4 separate regions of the Zea mays genome follow, and regions 1, 2 and 4 are each linked to region 3. The links are chromatin contacts, called in public Hi-C maps. All regions are on one chromosome and are shown on one strand. The core of a region is the stretch at or near the end of the contact, and the rest is flanking DNA. Distances in the headings are between cores, read along the strand shown.

Region 1 (5,710 bases), core at 206-2,705, 220 kb after region 3:
GATTTGCCCCAAGCTTTGAATGGTCGTTTCCTCAAGCAGTACCATCCTAGTATGTGGCAAGATGCTTAAGAAAACCGACGTAATCACATCGAGTTAGTTGCTTTGTTCGCTCAGCTCCACCAAAAGGCAGGGGGCATATGTTGAGCACCAAAATGAGCCGCCACTACACCAAAATCATACACTTCCTACGGTATTTAGTCAGCCGTAGAAAGTTAGTCGTAGGAAGTTAGTCAGCTGACGGCGCTGACGGCGTGAAGCTACTAACTTCCGAAAACCTACTAACTTCCGAGAGGCTTATTTGGATGTAGGAAGTTAGCTAACTTCCTAGAGGGCTCTAGGAAGTTAAGCTAACTTCCGACAAAAAATTTCCGAGAGCCAAACTTTCGACAGGATGGCTTAACTTCAGAGAGTTTAGCTAACTTCCTAGAGTTTAGGGCTAACTTCCTAGGGTTTAGGCTCTAGGAAGTTCACTATTTTGGTGTAGTGTGCTGGATGGTCTGTGTCTGTGGTCCGGACGGTCCACGCGCGCGCAGAACCAGTTAGGGTTCCGAGTTTCTTGCTACAGTTGTTGGCTAGATTCGCGGAATTAGCCCGGGAAATCTGTTTGTAACTGGTCCAGCCCCCTCCTCTATAAATACAGAGGATTACAGTCGATTAATCATCAACAATCGAATCAATAATCAGTTTATCTCGCATTTATTTCTTGTGCATTTAGTAGTAGGTCTAGTTTAGCTTTCCAATCCCCAAATTCTCCGCTTCTCTTCGGCTCTACGTCGACTAGAGGAGTCTAGGTCGGCCTGCCGAGCCTAGACAACACCTAGGATCTCTCCTCCCCGATGGGGTCCCTTCCGGGAGCGAGATCCAGGCGCCGGCGATCTTCGTCGCCCCTGCGTACGCGCGGACCGTCCGGCCTGTAGGCGCGGACCGTCCGACTCGTCAGGCAGGAAACCCTAGCCCTGCCACAGGTCGCGGACCGTCCACGCCTGTACAGAGAGCACCGCTGCCGATTCTCACGCAGTGGTTGGCGTCAAAAAGAACCAACAACACGAACCATATATCCGCGTTCTACCCGCCCAATTGCCATCTCTACTTGTATCCCGAGCCAATGCGTGCATAAAAAGATTACTTACCGAGATGGCGGATCAAAATGAATTTTTTAGTATAATTGAAAGAGCTGGAACTTCGTTCGGTTATTAAAAAAATAAAAATGTAACGTATGTGGTGTGGGACAATAGAGCAACCCTTCTTCTGGGTGGAAGTGGCGGCAGAAATTGAGAGTATTTTCTTTCCGGAGCAACAACACATGGCAGAACAGATCAATCCAAGGGCATCGTGTGTTGCTGGTGCTAAAGTGAGTTGCGGTTGAAATTGTTTTTTTCTTTTCGGACGCCGCGGCTCTGGCTGGCTGTGGCTGGAGGCTGGAGCTGGCAACCTGGCATTACGATTAATCTGTTGCATGAAGCAAACGATTCCTTGCACTTGCAGCTTGCAGCGTGCTTTCCGCACCTTGACGCCGTCGCCTTGATCCACTGCAGCTGGAGGGTGGCATCGCATTCGCAGCCGCCAAATCACATCTATTTATACTCGTCCGGCAAGGAGTCCAAAGAGTAGTGACACGAGAAGACCAGGGGAGGGGAGAGCCACAAATCTCCACTGACGATGCAGGACGCCGTGGCGACCCACGGCCCCGCCAATGCCGCCGCCGGCGCCACCTTCTACTGCGCCGCCGCCGGCGTGTACGCGAGCACGCACCCTCCGGTGGCCCTCCCGTCCGACCCCTCCCTCTCCCTCGTCCCGCACATCTTCGCCCGCCTACCCGCCGCCCGCCCCGACGCCCCGGCCCTCGTCGACGCCGCCACTGCCGAGGCCCTCTCCCGCGCCGACCTCCGCCGCCTCGTATCCGCCCTCGCGGCGGGCCTCCGCCGCCGTCGGGGCCTCCGTGAGGGGGACGTCGTGCTCCTCGCTCTGCCGAACTCCATCGCCTTCCCCGTCGCGTTCCTCGCCGTCCTCGCCGCCGGGTCCATCGCCACCACAATGAGCCCGTTCAGCGCCCCCGCCGAGATCGCCGCTAGGGTTCGGGACACCAGCCCCGCCCTCGTGTTCGCCACGCTCGACAACGTCGGGAAGCTCCCGCCGTTGCGCGTCCCGGTCGTCCTCGTCCCCGACGCCTTCCACCTCGCGGACGAGGGCGCCCCCGAGTTCGCACCCTTCCGCGAGTTGCTGCTGCTCGATTCCGAGCCACTGCCGGGCCCTTCGGTCGGTCAGGACGACGCGGCCGCCATCCTCTACTCGTCGGGGACGGGCGGCCGGAGCAAGGGCGTCGTGCTCACGCACCGCAACCTCATCGCCACGGTCGAGCTCTTCGTGCACTTCGAGGCCTCGCAGTACGCCGCACCTGCTTGTGATAATGTCTACCTGGCGGCGCTGCCCATGTTCCACGTCTACGGACTCTCGCTCTTCGCGGTGGGACTTCTCTCGCTCGGTTCCACGGTGGTCGTCATGAAGAGGTTCGACGCAGGCGAAGCCGTTAAGACCATTCGCAGATTCAAAGTCACGCACTTCCCGGTCGTTCCGCCCATCATGGCGGCGCTGGTGCACACCACCAAGCCAGCGGCAATGCCGTTGGAATGCTTGGTGCAAGTGTCAACCGGTGCAGCGCCGTCCAGCCGCAGGCTCATCGACGACTTCGTCAAGGCTTTCCCTCACGTCGATCTCATTCAGGTTCCTGCCTACCCCACTTACAGTCACTTCATTCGTTCTTCCCTACCTTGCCCAAGTTAGTTATGCTTATGCTTGATGTGGACGACTCTGCTATGCCACTACAGTACGGAACAAAACCGCGCACAAATCTGGAAATCAGTTTGAATCAGTTTCATTTAGGAGAAAAAAATCCATTCTACACTGCTCTGAAGTCTGGATAGTCTTTTAATAGGAACAAAAGCGTTGAGTTTTACCTAGTTACATATCAGGTAACCATGCAATATTTTAATAGTGTCAGATAGGTGAAGACAAGTGTCAACTAGCTGAAGACAAGTGTGTGTATTCCACATTGGTATTACATGCTCGTGGGTGCAGGTGTCGGAATCAGTGGTACAACGTACACGTGTCTGAGGTGCCCGTATGGGGTGTTTGAGGCTATGTTTTGCTCTCCCCTGTTAAAAATAGAACACCAACCTAGCAGGTAGAATCAGAAATTGTTTTTTTTCCAAAAATAGCTGCTTCCTAGTACAATTTTCGTAGCATCTGGCGATCTTGGACCCTACTTTTGACTTTCAGCTTTCTACTTTTCCAAATGGCTGGAAATAGATAGACATTTTACAAATATTTCGAGGGAGATAGAAGAGAAGGGTAGGTTTCATAGTTGTTTTAACTAGATAGCACATATCTCACAACAGCTTTTACACATCTAAACTAAAAATAGACCCTGGCTTAGCAAGTTCCTTGTGGACAATGTCAAATGTCACTAGGAATCTGATGTGAGTATAGGTTGTTTGGTTTGGCAAAAGAAAAAAAATGGATACGAATGTCTACGTAACAATAAGGCCTTGTTTGGTTCTTTTCAAAACTGTGACAATTAAAATGAGATGCAAACAAGTGGATTTTTTTTAGGGGGGAGGGATCCTTATAATCCAATTATCCATCTCCACCCTATTACTTAATCTCTCTTTAGAATTCAGGGATTCAAACATATCTCACTTTTTAAATCTAGATTCTACCATCACTGTTTGCATAATCTTATGAGATCCAAACACACACTCAAAATGATCATGTGCCTTTTTCAGAATTATAAGGTTAACCTTCCTAGAAACCGACGTGTGTCAGCAGGTGCGGTGTTTGACTCACAGGTTTTTTATGCCTAATGCCAACCACCACTTGGAATCTGACCCATGTGTATGTTCTCTGATTTTACTAAACAAGGACACTAGTATATGGGTAACACTAATAAACTCAAAGTATGATTCCATGTCTTGTTTAGAATTTTTTTTGAAGCTCAATGGGGAAATGCTCCCCACCTGACATTCTATTTCATTGTCGTTTGCTCGCAGTGACATACAAACAGCTTACATTTACAACCCGGCATGAACCGAGCTTGTTCTTTTTTGTTTGGAGGAGGAGGGGGTGGGGGTTGCTGTTTACATCTTATTGCCTCGCACTGGAAAACACCATCTGCCAGGCAGCACGCACACCCAGTTCTCTGCTTCGGTGGCTGTAGCACCAGATTTCAGCTTCGTTGCCGCATCGTTGCAGGAGACATTTTAGTGATGCTGCCTCCTGACGAAAGACCAGAGCGTTCCTACGCTTCCATAGTTGCCAGCAACAGAGATGAATGAATGATGAGAACTCAGCTTTTGGGATATTCGTAGGTCTTTCAACGCGATGAAGTTGAGACACTTCAAGGTCCGCTAGAATTTGGATGCCGATTGCTTGCCAGAACATTTTGGCATAACTGCAACCTAGCATAATGTGTCGTGCCGTTTCACCTGCCCACACTCTTCACAGCCATCTTCCTCAAGTATCCTCTTCTTCCTAAGATTTGTTTTGCATTGTATCTTTTCTTGGGCAAGTAACCATGCAAAAAACTGAGCATGCTTGATTCCTAATTGAGTTGACCTTCCTAATTGAGCATGCCTGATTCCTAGATCACCTGTCAATTCACTAAGACAATGGGGGGACATGGCAAATATTAAGCTAGACACGGGCGTATATGGTGTTTGAATTTACATGTTTTTTTGGCACAATGCCAAATGCCATTAGCACTAGTGTAGGTTCTCTAATTTAGCAAGCCAAAAAGAAAAGAAACTAGGACACAAGTATCCGGGTAACACTAATACACTATACACATACAAATGAGAATGGGCAAGGTTGATCCAACCTACAAGAGCAAGGTCAATGGTCCCAGGGGCCAACCTCAGAGTCTGAAATTGGTCAATAGAGTAAGATGGGTCGATCCAATCATCACATACAATCCATTTTTTCAAATTTGTTGATCCTCTTCGTTTTTCCAAACAAGCATGATTTGTCATAACTTTTAAGCAAGTCTATACTTGGAAGTAGATCAAGGAATATCCTGAAAATAGATAAAATTGAAATCTCATTCACTTTCAAACTTATTTTTTTAATGTGTTGCTAATATCCTTAATGTGTTATCATGATACTATTTAATCTTTTATCTCATCTTACCTAGAGGCGTTGATAATTTTTATAGCTCATGATAGCAGAAAAATATTTGAGCCGACTCGTGCTACCCAATGGACTAGCAAGGCTACAACTTTTTAGGTAAAATGTGCTGACTCATGATCCCTAAAAGTTTGCCTTGAGGCCACAGGGTGGGTCAGCCCATTCCCATCCATGAATACACACAAAATATGGGTAACTTGAGTACTTGACCTTCCCGGTTGACCATGCCTGACCATCTCTCAGTCTGCCACCGTCATGTGGTGATGTGTACCGTTGAGTCTAGCAATGGGCTTTACAAAGATTTTACTCTTTCTACTAGCAAACGGAAAATATTGTACTTTTCCCTTGAAGAAAAACCCCAAGAAAACAAAGATTTACAGCAAATTCAAGCATGTAGTGATGCCTACTGCTTGGCTGTCATTTTAGCAGGGAAGTATGGTTCTCAACCTTACAGCCACTAGGCCTGCATGCAGTGATGCCAGACTCCAATAGCAAACTTGCTACTTGGTGGTTTCAGAGTAGGGAACAGATT
Region 2 (4,916 bases), core at 2,094-4,593, 150 kb before region 3:
CCAGCCCAGGTCTAGGCGGAATTTGGGGGGCGCCCGCGGCAGCGCAGTAGCTTTTTCACAAAGGTCCTCGCTAGAGCCAATATTAGAAATGAAGTCTTCAACCAAATTCCGTGAGTCACTGACACTTTACTTCCAGCCCCTTCTAAGCTCCTTGTCTTTCAAAATTGAGTCCCTGACATCGTCCGGCGGCGCAGACGAGTTCTTCCCGCGACACTACGACGGAGGAGAGCCTGGGCAGTCATTGGATAGCGACCAGAATCAAATCTTAACCTAATTCGAGCAGCTATGGGCATGGATTTGGCTCACAAACTCACAGAGGGGCCGGACCGCGCCCACGGTGGAATCCTAGCTCCGCGGTACCTACCCGGCTGATTTGAGTACCGGACAAATCAAATTAAGGGCACGGGGAGCACAAGCGAGACATGGGCAACACGACGCTCACAAGAATTGTCCTCGGACCAACTGAATTTTGAGTGGGTCAACACCACGGCAGTTCACGCAGCGTCAAACTCATGTTCCGACCAAATTAGGACCACAAAGATCAAACGAGCTTCTTGATGAGCTTCACCAATCTATAGAGATGCAAGAACACAAATTCGTAAGGGTGGAGCCATACCGTAACCGCCTGGCCACGTGAGGTTGATGTGTTGGCGAGGTGGTCACCAGACACACGCGGTGGCTTGATCAGTGGAACTGGGCACGTCCAGGGTATGGTTTGGGGAAGCAATACTGCTAATTGAAGCTACTCACTATGGTTGATGGTCGAAGCAAGGATTACTGGGTTGGCTCCTGCTTTCTTTCTCCCCCCTGGTTGCTCTTTAAATAGCAAGTGAAAAGATCAAGGGGGCTGGATTCTTGAATTTGCAGTAGGGATAACTATGAACATGAGATGTAGTCGTGGCTCACTCAAGAAGATCCACGCAGGTTCACAGAGCTCAGTCAGGTAGGGTGAAGTTTATCCATGGCAAAGGGAGGAGGTAAGGATAGGATGACACTGTAGTAGATATTTGTACTGGTGATATTTCAGTGATGCGCAAGTCTGAATATCCCTGCTACCACCTCATCTCAATCTTCATCCTATCCCAAAGTGGGACACGGCAAGGAGAGTAAATATCAAGGGTAGATATTTCAGTTCTTTTGAATCTTCAACACATGACTGATCCCCCCTCTTCAGTCAACCTTTTCTCCATATTTTGGTTAAGAACAGGTCAGTCACCATTAACAGAACTTGTTCCCAAATCAAGGGTCTATAAAGTTACTATAAGTTTCTTGGACCTAATCCTCATAGATTACAAGTTATGGTGCCCAAAAATCAGTTGCAATACACTGGTACCATTTCAATTTTCTGAACTTCAGTCTTCAGTTTTCATCCGATTTCTTCCTTTTTGACAGGGACAGTTTGGGCACCTTTACCTCCTAAATCTATATAACATCAGGCCAAAGTCTCCTAATAAAACTTGCTCATGAATACTAGCTTTCCAGCTTTGCTTAGATCAACCTGGCACCAAGTCGCATAGGACAGCCTCTGCAAGGTCTCAAAGTCGCTCAGACAAATAGAAATTCAGAGCAGATCTACCTGATTAGAACCCATGAACCTGACAGCCCAACTTTGAACATCATTTTCCTTAATTTTTGGCACATGATCAAGCCCACGTTTCTTAAGAACATTTAATCCCCTTCTAATGGTCTCTAATTTATCTACACAACTCATAGACTTTAACCCTTTAGATTGGTCACAAAAAGACTCCAAACCTATCTCGATACACTGCTCTATAGGTTTCAGATTACTGTGTGTGGTCTGAAAATTCAGAGTCTTATTAGCTCTGTTTTGGGGTATGTTTTCAGGAGATTTCATAGTGTTTTAGGGTTGGGTCTCTTAATTGAACTTATACCCCTATAGTAGCTCTACCATTTTGATGTACTAACCTAGGACAGAATCCTCATGAATGAAGAGATATACAGCCCCAAAGATGGTCCCAAATTACTGGAATTCAGACTTAGTCATATGGTTTTCATGGGTCTTTTTACAAAGAGGTCCAAATCTTACTATTCAACTTGTAAATCCTTGAATATGAAAGTTAGTGGGTTTGAGGTGCTCTTTTACTTTGATATTTGCACTTTGGTCCAAAAGTGTACAAAGTTTACACTTAGCCCCCTAGGGTTTAAATTTTAGGGTTTTCGAGGGTCTTTTCAGGGCTTTGAGCACTTTAGGGTTTTGGTTTTACTAAAGTCCATCAAAGGTGATATCTCATGATCATTTCTCATATATTTTGAAGTTTTCACATGTTTGGATTTACCTTATATCCATAAGCCCAAATCTAGGGTTAAGCACTTGACCCTAGGGTTAACCACACATCAAGCCATATCAGTACAACATTTTTGAAATTTTCACCTAGTGAATGCACTCTAGGTGTGACAACCACATGATATGCTAATCCTCATAATGTTATGCTCAAGTTTTAGTGACAGTAACACCAGAGGTGTTACAGGTACCTGAGGAGCAGCTACCGATGGAGGACCTTAGTGTTCAAGATGACCTGACTTATGTTGAGTACCCTATCAAGATTCTTGATACTTTGACTCGAGTTACAAGAAATAAGGTTATAAAGATGTGCAAAGTGCAATGGAGTCACCATGGCGAAGATGAAGCTACTTGGGAGCGAGAAGAAGAGCTTCACATAGATTTTCCCCATCTTTTCCCTAGTCCTTCCTAAAATCTCGAGGACGAGATTTCTGTTAAGGGGGTAGGATTTGTAATACCCAATTTTTTAAGAGATAATGTAAAAGGAGAAAATTTATTTTTCTTTAGTTATATGTGTGTGTTGTATCTACATACCATCACATGTGAATACCATATTTAAAAAAACAAATAATTAATAAATGACATGCCACTAAATTGTGCATCATGTTGGACCTTATTTAGTGTGTATTTTGTGACAATATAAAAATAATATAAAAAGAAATAGGTTAAAATCCAAATTTGGAGATTTGACCCTAATTTGCAAATTGGAGTTTAGAGTAGAGAAAGAAAAATGTTATACAAAAATAAAGAAATATATATAAAAATATAATAATATAGTTAAACCATCCATACTATTGGGTTAAATTTGTACATTTAAAATGAATATGAGTTCAGATTTAAAGTTTGATTCAAATTTGAATTTGAAATCCAAAAGGAGAAAGGAAAAATAAAAAGAAAAAAAGAAAAGATGAAACTCGTGTTGGGCCAAAACCTAGCGCGGCCCATAAATTCTAACCCGCCGCTCAGCCATCCCCCTGCGCGCTGCGCGCCGTACTGACCACCGGGGCCCGCCTGGCAGTCTGTGCTCTCGCGATCTTGCTCCCTTCACTGTGCAGTGGCCCCACATCGTCAGGCGCATCCTGGTTTTGCTGCGCGCGCTGCGCGCACGGTTGCTGGCGCGTGGGCCCGGGCCGTCAGGGGGTCACTCCAACAACTTCGCCCGACGATGGCAGAAGCTCGCCGTCGATTCCGGGTAAGCCGTTGCGGCTGCGGCTCAGCCCACACCTATATCAGTGGCCACGATCCCTTGCCTCTCTCCGCTCCACAGCTTCCCTAGGTTCACCGCCGCCCGTTCTCTGGCCTTTCTACATCACGCACAGAAAACCTGGAGATCTCGCCCCAAGCTCGAATCCGCCTCCATTAACAGCCTAAACCTACCCCGCCGCCAGCAGAGAAGTGTTGGTAGGGAGGCCACCGTGTAGGAGTCGCTGGCATCCGTCTCTCAACTCCATCCGCGGTCGGAGAGATCTCCTTGGCGCGTCTGGTGCCGCTGCGGTGCATGATTGGGGCCCCTGCCGTCTCGATTCAAGGTATGTAAACCACCAAAAAGTTCGCCATCTCCCATGCTTCGCGTAGAACCAAACCGCTCGGCTAGACGGGCGCCAGATCGTCGGCTAGTCGCGCGCCGGCGTGCTTTCCGGCGAGGGCGCGAGTGCTCTGGTCGACCTCGGCTGCAGGGTAGAAGAAAGGCGCCTAGCCGTGCGATTGGATGCAGACGGCTAGGATTAGTTTGATTGCATACCCCTTTGTTCTGGAGATCCCTGGCCGTTCATCTGCGAATTAGCGAGCACGATTTCCCCACGGGTGTGTTGGATCCGAACCGTAGATTCAAGATCCTGCGGTTACCATGTTGTCCCGTTCCAGTGGAGTCGAGATCTAATCTGCGCCGCCCGCGCGGCATCCAACGGCCAGATTCCTCCCATACCCCTCGTGGGTGCATTTTATTAAAGAACCTTCCTGGAAGTTAGAATTTAAACCCGCAGTCCACTCTGGTGGGAACCTGAGTCTGTGGGGGGTTTTGCGAGGAAGCCCCTGCGCTTTCGGGAATTTGAGGCCCAGTCCAGAGATTAGAAAACCAGGGAAATAAAAATTAGAAAATAGATTTTTGGTATTAAATTAATTGCAGAAACTTGTTTAATTTATAGAAAATTCATATGAACTCCAAATTGGTCCATTCCAATTTCTAAAAAATTTGTAATATTAAGGTTTATCACCTAGGGTCTCTGTTGTGACATGAAAACAGTAGTAAAATTAATGTCTCACTTAACCATATATCAAGCACATGAAACCTTGGAACATTCATAACTTAAAATCTATAACTTTAAATTTAATGATTCCAGTTTCTATGATCTTATTTTAATGTCTAGATTATTATTGTGTTTTTTATTTACATGTTTGGTGTGATATTAATTTTTGCTATACTATGCATGTATTGTGTTGATGCGAATAGACGAGCAAGCTACTAAGGATCCTGAGGTTCAGCTGGTAGAGACTGCTGAGCAGGAGCTCGTGGAAGGTAAGTTGTGCCCTTGATCACTTCTTTTATCCAGTCATGTTCTTATTAATCATAATGATCTGCATAGGTTAATTTTGATGGGACCCAATATGTTACTCT
Region 3 (5,036 bases), core at 1,594-4,093:
TGCAAGAGATAGAGGAACTTTAGAGAAACCCACTATGGTTTTGCAAGAGCTCGGAAATGGCAGATCAAAACTTGTGGTGTCGAGTGGCGGTGGTCAAGATAGATGATATAAAATCATGTTGAATGCATTCTGCCATGTATGCTTGTTACCTACTTTCATTCTTATAGTGCACTTAACGAATATATATATATATATATATGTTTTTCTCCTATCGGCATTTACTTGCACATGAACATTGCTAATTTGAAAGGTATTACAAACCTACCCCTTAAAGGAATATAGTCGCGTGATTCGGGAAGAAGAAGCGAAGAAATCGGGATAAACGGACTTGAGATCTTCCTCATGTTTCCATGTAGCTTCATCTCCCGTATGACGACTCTATTATACCTTGCACATACGATTTGTCTTGCTTTGGGTCACCCTTTCGACCACATCCAAAATCTTGATGGACCGCTCGGTATAAGTGAGATCCTCTAGAATTTCCATCTTCTATTGGTTGTTGTTCGTCTGACACCCTTAAACACCTTTTTTCAATTGGGACACATGAAACACGTTGTGCAGATGTGACATGGGTGGTGGCAACTCTAGCTTGTATGCAACTTCCCCTCTTCTTTCAAGTATCTTAAACATACCAACGTGCATTGGGGCTAATTCTATTCTTCAGCATGTAAATGTGATATATACCTTCGTTGTATTTTTCGGTCTGTGGTGAAGGCGGAGATCTAGCTTTAACTAATGTGTGACTCAATTCGTTGTTAACACATTTAAATAGGCCATAATGAACAATTACACCCCACCCACCATGTCCAAACTAGTACAACTTAAGATTCTAACCGATGCATGTGTTATTGTAGGTTAGTATTTAAGTACCGAGTTGTAGCACAAAACAATGATCAAGAAAAATAACTCGATTACGTGCCTCCCAAAACTAGTGGATAGTGATAAAAGTACCAAGTAAGAATAGAGGCGTAGCCAGGATTTTTCTTTAGGAGGCCAATACATATATAACTACAATTATAATATTAATAAATAGAGTACATGTACATATACAATATATAATAGTCACTAGTTATAACAATTACCACATATATGCGCTAAGTACGTACTAAATTTTAACTTATTATAAGCTAACATTTTTTATTTTAGCTATATACAACTACAAAACAAATGTTCTTTTGTTAGAGGGGGCCATGGTCCCACTAGCCCCCTTGTCTACGCCACTAAGTAAGAATGATAGGAGTGCTAAACAGCCATAGTGTTTTTCTTTGCCAGACAAAACTTGGATCGGATGGAGTAATGGTGAAAGGAGGAAGGAACACTGGAACACTAAGCTAGCGTTTGTATGATAGCTAGAGATGTCCAAATGGGCCGTGCCCGTCGGGCGGCCCGTGGCACGGCACGGTTTTGGCCCGTCACGAACACGGCACGGCCCGTTAGTCGGGCCGGGCTTGGGCCGCTGCCGTGGCACGCCGTGCCGGCCCGAGCACGGCCCGGTTTTTTTAATTTATTTTTCAGTGCATTTATTTGTATATTAGAAGCAATTTTAATAGTTTAGACACAAAATAAGTTTGGTTTAGTTGGCTAGAGTGGTGTAGCTAAGCATTTTAAACCCTCCAACCAAGGTTCATCCTAGCAAAGCTTGTTTTTAGTCTTTTTTTTACTTATTTTTCTTTCCACCCGGTCAAAGCACGGCGGGCCTTAACGGGCTGTGGGCCGGCCCGGCACGGCACGGCTATATGCGGGCCGTGCTTGGGCCTAGGATGTGGCACGGTGGCCCAACCCGGCACGGCCCGTCAACGTAACGGGCCGAAACGTGCCGGGCCAAAGGCGGGCCCGTGCCGGGCCAGCACGGCCCACCCGTTTGGACATCTCTAATGATAGCAGTGACAAGACGTGTGCATGGTTTGACGGAACAAGGTGTAGGTCTGAAAATGACATGTAACGACAGGTAGGAAGCTAAGTGCGCACGATCGACTACGATGATGGCGGCGAGACATGTAATGTAACGAGGAGATGCAATGTAATGCGTGAAATGAGTGGGTTGAAGCCATAAGAATCAAACAGGTAGGGTAGCTAGGATGGCAGCCACAGAGATGATCATGCAACATGCACATAGATTTGATTAGATGGATCGAGGGAAGAAAAGGATTGGATGATATCCCCAGCACTAGTCGCATGCATATCCTCTTCACCACTCCACTCCACATCAGATCATCGGACTGCATGCATTCTATTGCACCGGCCGGCCAGACCAGCTTCCATCGGCGGCAGATCGATCGAGTGCGCATTGTTCACCTCGAATCTGATGATGATGATGCAAGCAGTAGGAAGTAGTAGTACTAGACAGTAGCTCCTCCTAGAAACATGCATACAGTAGAGTAGATCGCTAGATAGAGACCGATAGACGACAGCAAGCGAGCGATATTGCTGCATGCGCAGGTCTACATCCGTTTCATTCTACGTTGTCTCTTTTCCTTTCTGCATCGATGGGATGGTGGACACGACCAAGAGAGATTCAATTCAGAAAGGGTGGGCTCATCGCCCGCACCACTAGCTTGCTAAACTTTCTGCTTTCCCTGCTGGAGGAGGAAGAGAACTACCACGACGTAGCAGAAGAACGAGCTGCTGAACTGAACTGTTATCGATGGCAGTGCGTCTGGACTAATTGATGCACCAAGCCCATTTTTCGTCCGTTCAATACTGCTCCAGGCTCGATGAGCCGGCCCACATGAAGATGAACAAGTGAAGAGCATCAGAGCCCAGACTTCTTTAGAGCCCAGCCCACGTATAGCACGGAGCCCGCGACGAGCCGACCCGGCGAGCCTGGCCGGCCGGGCGGACCGAACCGAATAGCGAAGGCATAAGCCATCAGTTTCCACCGCACGTCCGCACCCCCTCTCCGGCGTGCCGACGGTATCCATGGCGGCGGTGGTGCGCGGCGTCTTGAGGGGCATCAAGGAGAAGGGACTCACCAACTTCATCCGCGACGTCCGCGACGAAGGATACTTGTAACCCCTCAACTCCCGTCAATACCTTCTCCCCGCGCAAATCAGATTGCCCCCATTTCGATCGATCTCGATCCAGATCTCTCATCTCTCTCTCTTCCCGTCGTGTCACCGCTAGTATTTTTTGTTTGTTGCGGATCTGACGGGCTAGTTCCATGTTTTAATTTGTTTCGATTTGGCTATTCCTGCGGGGTGCGCTCTGGCCTCTAGGACGGGGAAAATTACAAGTAGGGGTTCCTCTCCACATTCTTTTGAATCGCTATTTGGTCCACGATAGTGTCTATGTCTTAGCTCACACAACGCCACATCACTAATGCTGCATAACACTACAATCGCTTATGCAGCATATGCAAGCGTGGATTCATTTTATCAGGTATACATCAACTAAAATGTCCGTTTGCTCGTTTTCAACATACAACATACATTGCTTGTTAGATTGACCCATCACACACCCACTTATATGTGTCTTTCCTGCATTATACATGTCTCGATTTTTTATATGATCAAGTCCAAGACTATATGAACTGGACATGTAATGTAACCTTGTATATTACAGAACAACTTTTTGACTGTTGGCAAACCTAGTATCATGGTTCATAGCAATTCCTTCCCGGAGTTCATGCATTCTTTTTCTTGTCTTCTGCCACATATGTGTTCAGTCAGATCAAACTGTTTGGCTAGACATTGCAAATTATGGTATAATATAATAGTGAAAACAACATAATCTGCTCCATGTGCCAACATAGTGTAATTAATCTTGATGGGCTATGCTCACTTCACAACAATGATTACTTAAAGGTTTCCACTTTCACCTGGAGTCCTTCAAGACAACACAGTATGCCCTCCAATTTCAATATTTAACTGTTTACAGTAGCTATGAACATCTGGCTGTCTTGTATCTATGATCCTTTACTTTTCTGCAATGGAGTGTCACCATGTAAATTGTCTGTCACATGTTTCTGTTTCCAGGAATTGTTTTTGCGTCGTGCCTGATATGAGTTCTCTGGTTTGGAGTCATAGCTAAATTCTACAATGCATATGTAAATCTGTTGTTGCCATATTCTAACATCTCGTTATTTACAGCAAATGCCTTCTGGACGGGAACCTTTTGTAAGTGGCCACCTACCTATTCTCCATTTTTCAAGGAATGGGTGTGGTTATGTGTCTCAGCTGTCAGCACAGCTAATCTTTTTTTCCCCAGGCAAACGAAAATCCACAATATTGGCGCAACACTTGTAGGAGTTGACAAGTTTGGTAACAAATATTATGAGAAACTACATGACACTCAGTATGGTGAGTCAACTCTGTTCTGCTAGTTGATGTGCCATGGTTGTTTTTATTGTGAAATTATTATGATTCGAATTTAAATCGTGAAAGCAGTGGACTGTCATTGGCAGCAATTATATTGCACTTCTCTTTTTTCTTCTTGAACCTATTGGACAAATACCTTAGCTGTTATTACTTTGGGATTCACTTCACTGATGTGCATGTATTTGTTGGAGCAAAATATCTCTTGCATTGCTGGTCATTCCCCCCTGATAGTACACTAGAACACTAAGCATGGTAAATTTTGCAGGAAGGCATAGGTGGGTAGAATATGCAGAGAAAGGTCGTTACAATGCATCCCAAGTGCCTGCTGAATGGCATGGATGGCTGCACCACATCACAGATAGCACCGGGGATAAGGCAAGTTTTGCTCCATGTTATTTGCTTTAATTCCTGAATAGTGTTCATGCTTCAGTCTTCTGATGTGCTTGCAACGGTGCTTGATGCCTTGTTTCTGTCTTGATCTACAATTGAGCATCAGTATTGATGATTTGGAATTTTGTTTACTATTGATGAATAGAATTTGGTTTGTTTGAAAAACTTCATGTTTTTTATGTCACCCACATTGGGATATGTGCCTAAGGGGGTTTGGGTGTTTATTTCATTTGGTGCAAGGAGCTTCAAGGCAATATCTTAATTAGTACATGTCGGGTACCATAATTAGGGGTACCCCCAGTACTCCTAAACATGGCTGGAGAACATCTT
Region 4 (5,139 bases), core at 1,049-3,548, 140 kb after region 3:
CTGATAAGTTCGTGGCCGGCGATATTATCGCTAAGTTGCCGCCCTCTTGGACGGACTTTGCTACCACTATAAAACATAAGAGACAAGAGTTTAGTGTGGCTGAGCTTATTGGTTCTCTTGATGTTGAGGAGAGGACGAGAGCAAAAGATACTCATGAAAAAGGAATCGAGACTTCTAGTGCCAATATGATACAAAAAAAGAATTCCAATGCATCACATAATAATAAAAAAAGAACAAGCAACAGAATGCCACGAAGCCCAAGCAGGCAGCCACGTTCGAAAAGAAGAACAAAGGAGCTGGTTGCTTTGTTTCTGGGAGTACTGATCATTGAGCTAGCGCTTGTCCAGTCCACAAATTTAAGCAAGATAAAAATCGGCTCAAGAGAAGAAAACAGTAAATATGGTTATTAGCAAGACTAGAGAAAGAACATCGGGGTATGGTAATCTTTTACCTACTATTCTTTCTGTGTGTCAATCCCCTAAGTGGTGGGCTGATATTGGTGCTAATATTCATGTGGTGTTGATATTTCATTGTTTTCTTCTTATCAGAGCAAAGGGACTGTAGCCTTGCTGATGGAAAACAGATCATATGCGTGTGTTCTTGGTGTTGGTACAGTCATTCTGAAGTTTATTTCAAGAAAGACAGTGCTATTGAAGAACGTGCATCATGTCCCCTCCATAAAAAAGAATCTAGTTGGTGGCTCACAATTATGTCGAGATGGCTACAGACTTTTTTCAGTCTAATAAATGTATACTGTCAAATTATGGAACATTTGTTAGAAAAGGCTATGGTAGTGGAGGCTTGTTCCGCTTATCTTTACATGATACGTGGCTCGTTGTAGATCGGACCTTGGTCCGAATATTCCTTTCAAACGGTTGCACATTTTGCTTGTCGTGATGACTGTCCGTTTCCTGTCTTCTGGCTGGTAAAGGACGTCAGTTACTCATCGATTTCTAGTTCTAATGGCGCGACTGTTTTTGTTCGTTCTCCTTCTCCCCTCCTTCTGACTGCCTATAAGAATGGAGAGCGAGGACTCTCTTCCGGTTACGCACGATCTCTCACACGCGTTGCAAACAGCACGCCCTCGTCCCATCTTCTGCGAGCACAGAGAGAGAGTGGGACAGCATGACTCCGAAATCGCCGTCCGCAGATAAACAGTTGCACGAGTGTGTGGGCGATCAGGTTTTTGGGAGCGTATTCGCGACTGTTCGTTTCATTCGTTCGACCAGCGCTGCTTCGTCTACACCCGGTTCTTCGTCGTCTTCCCTGGGCGACGTGTGTTGTTGTTCTTCTTCGGAAGAACTTTCGAGGGACTGCACTGCGTACATCTTGCTGCATCGAATTTGTACAGCTACATCGAACATACACACGCGATATCTCGTGTGAATGGAGCCACTGATGCCTTGAACATTGGTCACTCTGCAGGATACTTTCTGTTTTTCGTATTTATGCATGTTTTATTGCTCGTTACTATTTATACGAGTAGTGATACACACATGCATATACATATCGTCACACTGGTTTTCTAGATTAAATTAAACCTGATAATGCCCAGTAAATTTCTAACAGATTACAACTAAAACAGTTCAAATAGCTAAATTTAATCCGAATGGAACAACCTATCATGTCCTAATAATTATTTTGCAGGGGACGTGCGACCTTGTCTGCGTGGTGTACAGCCGTACAGGCATTGTAGGTAGTTGGAGGCTTGGAGCACATGACCGGCGATCCCGCATGTTCCGTTTCCTCGGCGGGAGGAGATGCGCTTGACGTGTTGACTCTCTGCAAGTGCTCCTCCTGTCAGTGAGCCAACCGTTCCTTGCTTCCACAGACCACAGGGGCTTGGACTTGGAGGTTAGTACAAACCAGTTGCGGGATTGATTACAGATAACCAGCGTAGGGTAGCTGCCTACCTGTTGCTTGTTACAAGTACTGCCTTCACAGAGAATTTGGACGGACATGTGACACCGACGCATGTGGGTCAGTTGGTGGAAAGTTCCAAAAGGTTATCATTCGATTCGAGTGCCATCTCATCCGTGTATATGGAAATTCCAAGCCCGCCGCTTGCTCTCCTTGTCACGTTGTTCAGCAAGCAGCGCGGTCCTCTGTTTGTCACGTCGTCGCTGGGCTGGCGCTTCCTTGGCTCGCTTCGCTGAAGAAAAGAGAGAGCAGGGCAGCAGCACCGCGAGGACGACATGCATCCACGACGAGTGAAGACTGAAGAGCCCGTCCATCCACGCTCCACGGGCCGCACAGCGACAGATAGAAACCGGCTGTGACCAACTGGCCAGCACCACGCAACAGCTAGACTAGACTGGTAGAAGAGCTAGACTGCTAGAGCCTAGAGCCGCCGCGTCCCGCGTGCGTCGTGCGGCGCTCTCCCGATCCCGAGTGCATGCTACCTCACCTGCGTGTGCGCCGCGTTTCAACTCGAGAAAGAAGACACACCGTCGCGGCGCACGCGGCCTCTGGTTTCTGATTTCCTGGTTACCCTTTCCCTCCCTGCATTTGCCTTTCAGATCAGGCGGCAGCACCTTCCTCTCCTCCCCTTCCCTTCCGTCTCATCTTCGTTCCCTTCCGGGGTCATCCCTTCCGTCCTCCTCCTACCAAGTCCCAAGGCCGCGAGACAGACAGACAGACAGACAGAAAGAGAGAGCAGAGCAGACAATGGCGACGCTCGAGGACCTGGGCGTCTCCGCCTTCATCAACATCCTGGGCGCCTTCGTCTTCCTGCTCCTCTTCGCCGTCCTCCGCATCCAGCCCGTCAACGACCGCGTCTACTTCCCCAAGCTCTACCTCGCGCACAAGCGCCACCAGCACGACCACGCCGCCCGCTCCGCCTTCCGCCGCTTCGTCAACCTCAACCTCTGCACCTACGTCACCTTCCTCAGCTGGGTGCCCGGCGCGCTCCGCATGTCCGAGCCGGACCTCGTCGCCCACGCCGGGCTCGACTCCGCCGTCTACCTTAGAATCTACACGCTCGGGTACGCCGCGCGCCCGCAATTCTCTCTTCCGCCGCTCCCCCTCTGCTGCTTCTCCCTTCTTCTACTACTACTACTCTACTACTACTGCTTGCTTCTCCCTTCTTCTTCTTCTGCTACCACCACTACCCGCAATTTCTTTCCTGCGAAATCAATTACTACTACTACTGCTGCGGTTGCAATTCTGGTTGGTCTCACTGCTCGTTCACTCTCGGACGAGGTCTGCCTTAGCTAACGTTCAAGGTGCATCTTTTTCTTTTCTCATCTTCTGTTCGTGGTGTGTGCTACTTGCTGCAATCGTTTCGCTCTGGAGTGCCAGCAAACAAATGCATCATTCTCTCCTCCAACGATTCAACAAAACCACCGGCGTCGAGGTCGAGGGGATGGAGTTCGTAATCTATCGCACTTTCCCCCCTCTTTTGCTGAACTCCTCCTGCAAACGGCGGATTTTTCTCCATGAGTTTTAATGACGGTTTTCCAGATTTCCATCGCCAGCTTTGCCTGCCTGTATGCATACGAGGGTTTGCGTCTGGCTACCGCATTCCTCTCGGCAACTTGCTTTCCATATTTAATTACGGAACCTTTTGAGCAGTTGTGCTTGTTTCCTCGTCTCACGCACAGCATAGAAAGCCGTCACATTTAGGCACTCTGCAAATTGCTAGATGAAACAAATAAAAAAACCGGCAATTTTCCCCTTCCAAAAAATATAATTGCTTGATTATCCTTCCAGAAATAACAGCGCGTTTTCCTTCCAACGAGAATTGCAAGATCTTTTCCTTCCAGAAAATAAACTAATCAGTACCATTTTATTTCAGAGAAGTCTTTGATAACTATTACTACATTGCACACAGCACACTATACTTATCGCTTTCACGCAATCTGCATAATCCAGTGACAGAACAGAATTTGCTTGTGTTTGATGATACAGAATTTGGTGTGGTAATGTTGTCCCTAGCACGTTTCGTCTGTAGTGCCCCATTCAGTCGTGGCGTCGAAACTGGTGCCGTTAATTAGTCTCTGATTTGATCCGCACGATTCCTGGCTTTCTTTCAGGACGGCACAGACTTCTGTGGTTCCATCATTGATTTCCTAGCTTAGTGCTCGCCCACTACAAACCAACGCGCTCACGCTCACGGGCCCGGACATATTTTTGTTCCCTTGTCATTGTGGCTGTGGCAGCGTCGCGTTCTCATCAATATAGCTGGGGAGTGGGGGACCGCTCCTTACAACTGGAGATGCTTTTCTTGTAGTTCTACTACTTGTTTGGAACTTTGGATGAAAATTCACTCAAAAGGTTTCCCATTTGGGGGTGCAACTTTGACCAAAGAAGGCACGATGCAAAATTTCATTTTGCTGGGCGTCTTTGCTTTGTCGGCTCTCTACAAGCTGTACAACTACTTATGCTACTACGGGCTGAACAGAGGATAATTCAGCCACAGCACCACCACATGGCATTCAGTTATTTTACTCTATCTACTTCACGTTTAGCCACATGGCCAATGCTCTGCATCTACACAAGATGTTTTGGGTAATTTCAACCGAAGTTGCAAAGGCTGTAATGCTGTGGCCTTTGCCTCTTTCCCCCCTTGTTTTGCAATGCAAAATCAGGGATTGCCCTGCCAGGGGGGGGGGAGGCTTGTCTCTATAGCAATAAGAGATTTGATTATGGGATAGATTTTTTTTGCATTGACAAATAAGGGATTGCCCTAAAAACGCATCAATTTTCTGGCAGCACAATAAGACAGGCTGCCCTCAAGTCAATGCAGCATGCTAACACATCTTTTCCGTCTCCTTGGCAGCCTCAAGATATTTCTGCCCATTACGACTCTCGCCCTTCTGGTTCTTATCCCAGTCAACGTATCTGGCGGCACATTACTTGATCTAAGAAAGGAAGTTGTTTTCAGTGATATCGATAAGCTTTCCATATCAAATGTTAGCCCTGGATCCAACAGGTGCGGATCTTACGAACTCTTAATTTTTTTGGCTGTTCCTCATGCTCATATAATGTCCACAACATTTCCATGCCTGCTATGCTTTCAGTTTTGTTTTTGCATGTTGGGACTGCTCAGAGCTATCTGATCATTGTCGTTGCAATTCGTTTCAGATTCTTTATCCATCTCTTGATGGCATATGTGTTCACATTCTGGGTGTGCTTTAT

The links. Hi-C and Micro-C count contacts between places; a contact is called where the count stands out from the background.
Region 1: a contact with region 3 is called in a Hi-C map of tassel, with 5 times the contacts expected there. The contact joins the promoter of LOC103637741 here to the promoter of LOC100285721 in region 3. A contact is called at or near these places in 3 of 25 Hi-C or Micro-C datasets (ear, leaf and tassel).
Region 2: a Hi-C map of leaf shows a contact between it and region 3, with 5 times the contacts expected there. The contact joins the enhancer-like site here to the promoter of LOC100285721 in region 3. A contact is called at or near these places in 3 of 25 Hi-C or Micro-C datasets (ear, endosperm and leaf).
Region 4: a contact with region 3 is called in a Hi-C map of leaf, with 5 times the contacts expected there. The contact joins the promoter of LOC103637742 here to the promoter of LOC100285721 in region 3. A contact is called at or near these places in 2 of 25 Hi-C or Micro-C datasets (ear and leaf).

What each region holds. Positions count from the first base shown.
Region 1 is chr1:107,285,888-107,291,597 of Zm-B73-REFERENCE-NAM-5.0, reverse strand. LOC103637741 (4-coumarate--CoA ligase-like 3) reads left to right here and starts at 1,455. Exons shown (of 6, transcript XM_023301294.2): 1 at 1,455-2,721. The coding sequence starts at 1,660.
Region 2 is chr1:107,658,223-107,663,138 of Zm-B73-REFERENCE-NAM-5.0, reverse strand. No RefSeq gene overlaps it. Among protein-coding and RNA genes, the nearest start is that of LOC103637747, 12 kb to the left of the region's middle. Within about 2 kb of position 3,343, at least 19 of the 20 cell types and tissues checked have an H3K27ac peak or open chromatin away from gene starts, as enhancers often do. A contact at or near this core is called in ear and leaf, where this site is marked.
Region 3 is chr1:107,505,952-107,510,987 of Zm-B73-REFERENCE-NAM-5.0, reverse strand. LOC100285721 (NADH-ubiquinone oxidoreductase subunit B17.2) reads left to right here and starts at 2,843. Exons shown (of 5, transcript NM_001367226.1): 1 at 2,843-3,008; 2 at 4,089-4,115; 3 at 4,207-4,298; 4 at 4,582-4,691. The coding sequence starts at 2,920.
Region 4 is chr1:107,367,151-107,372,289 of Zm-B73-REFERENCE-NAM-5.0, reverse strand. It overlaps LOC103637742 (CSC1-like protein), which reads left to right and starts at 2,298. Exons shown (of 11, transcript XM_008660607.4): 1 at 2,298-2,984; 2 at 4,781-4,933; 3 at 5,086-5,139. The coding sequence starts at 2,668.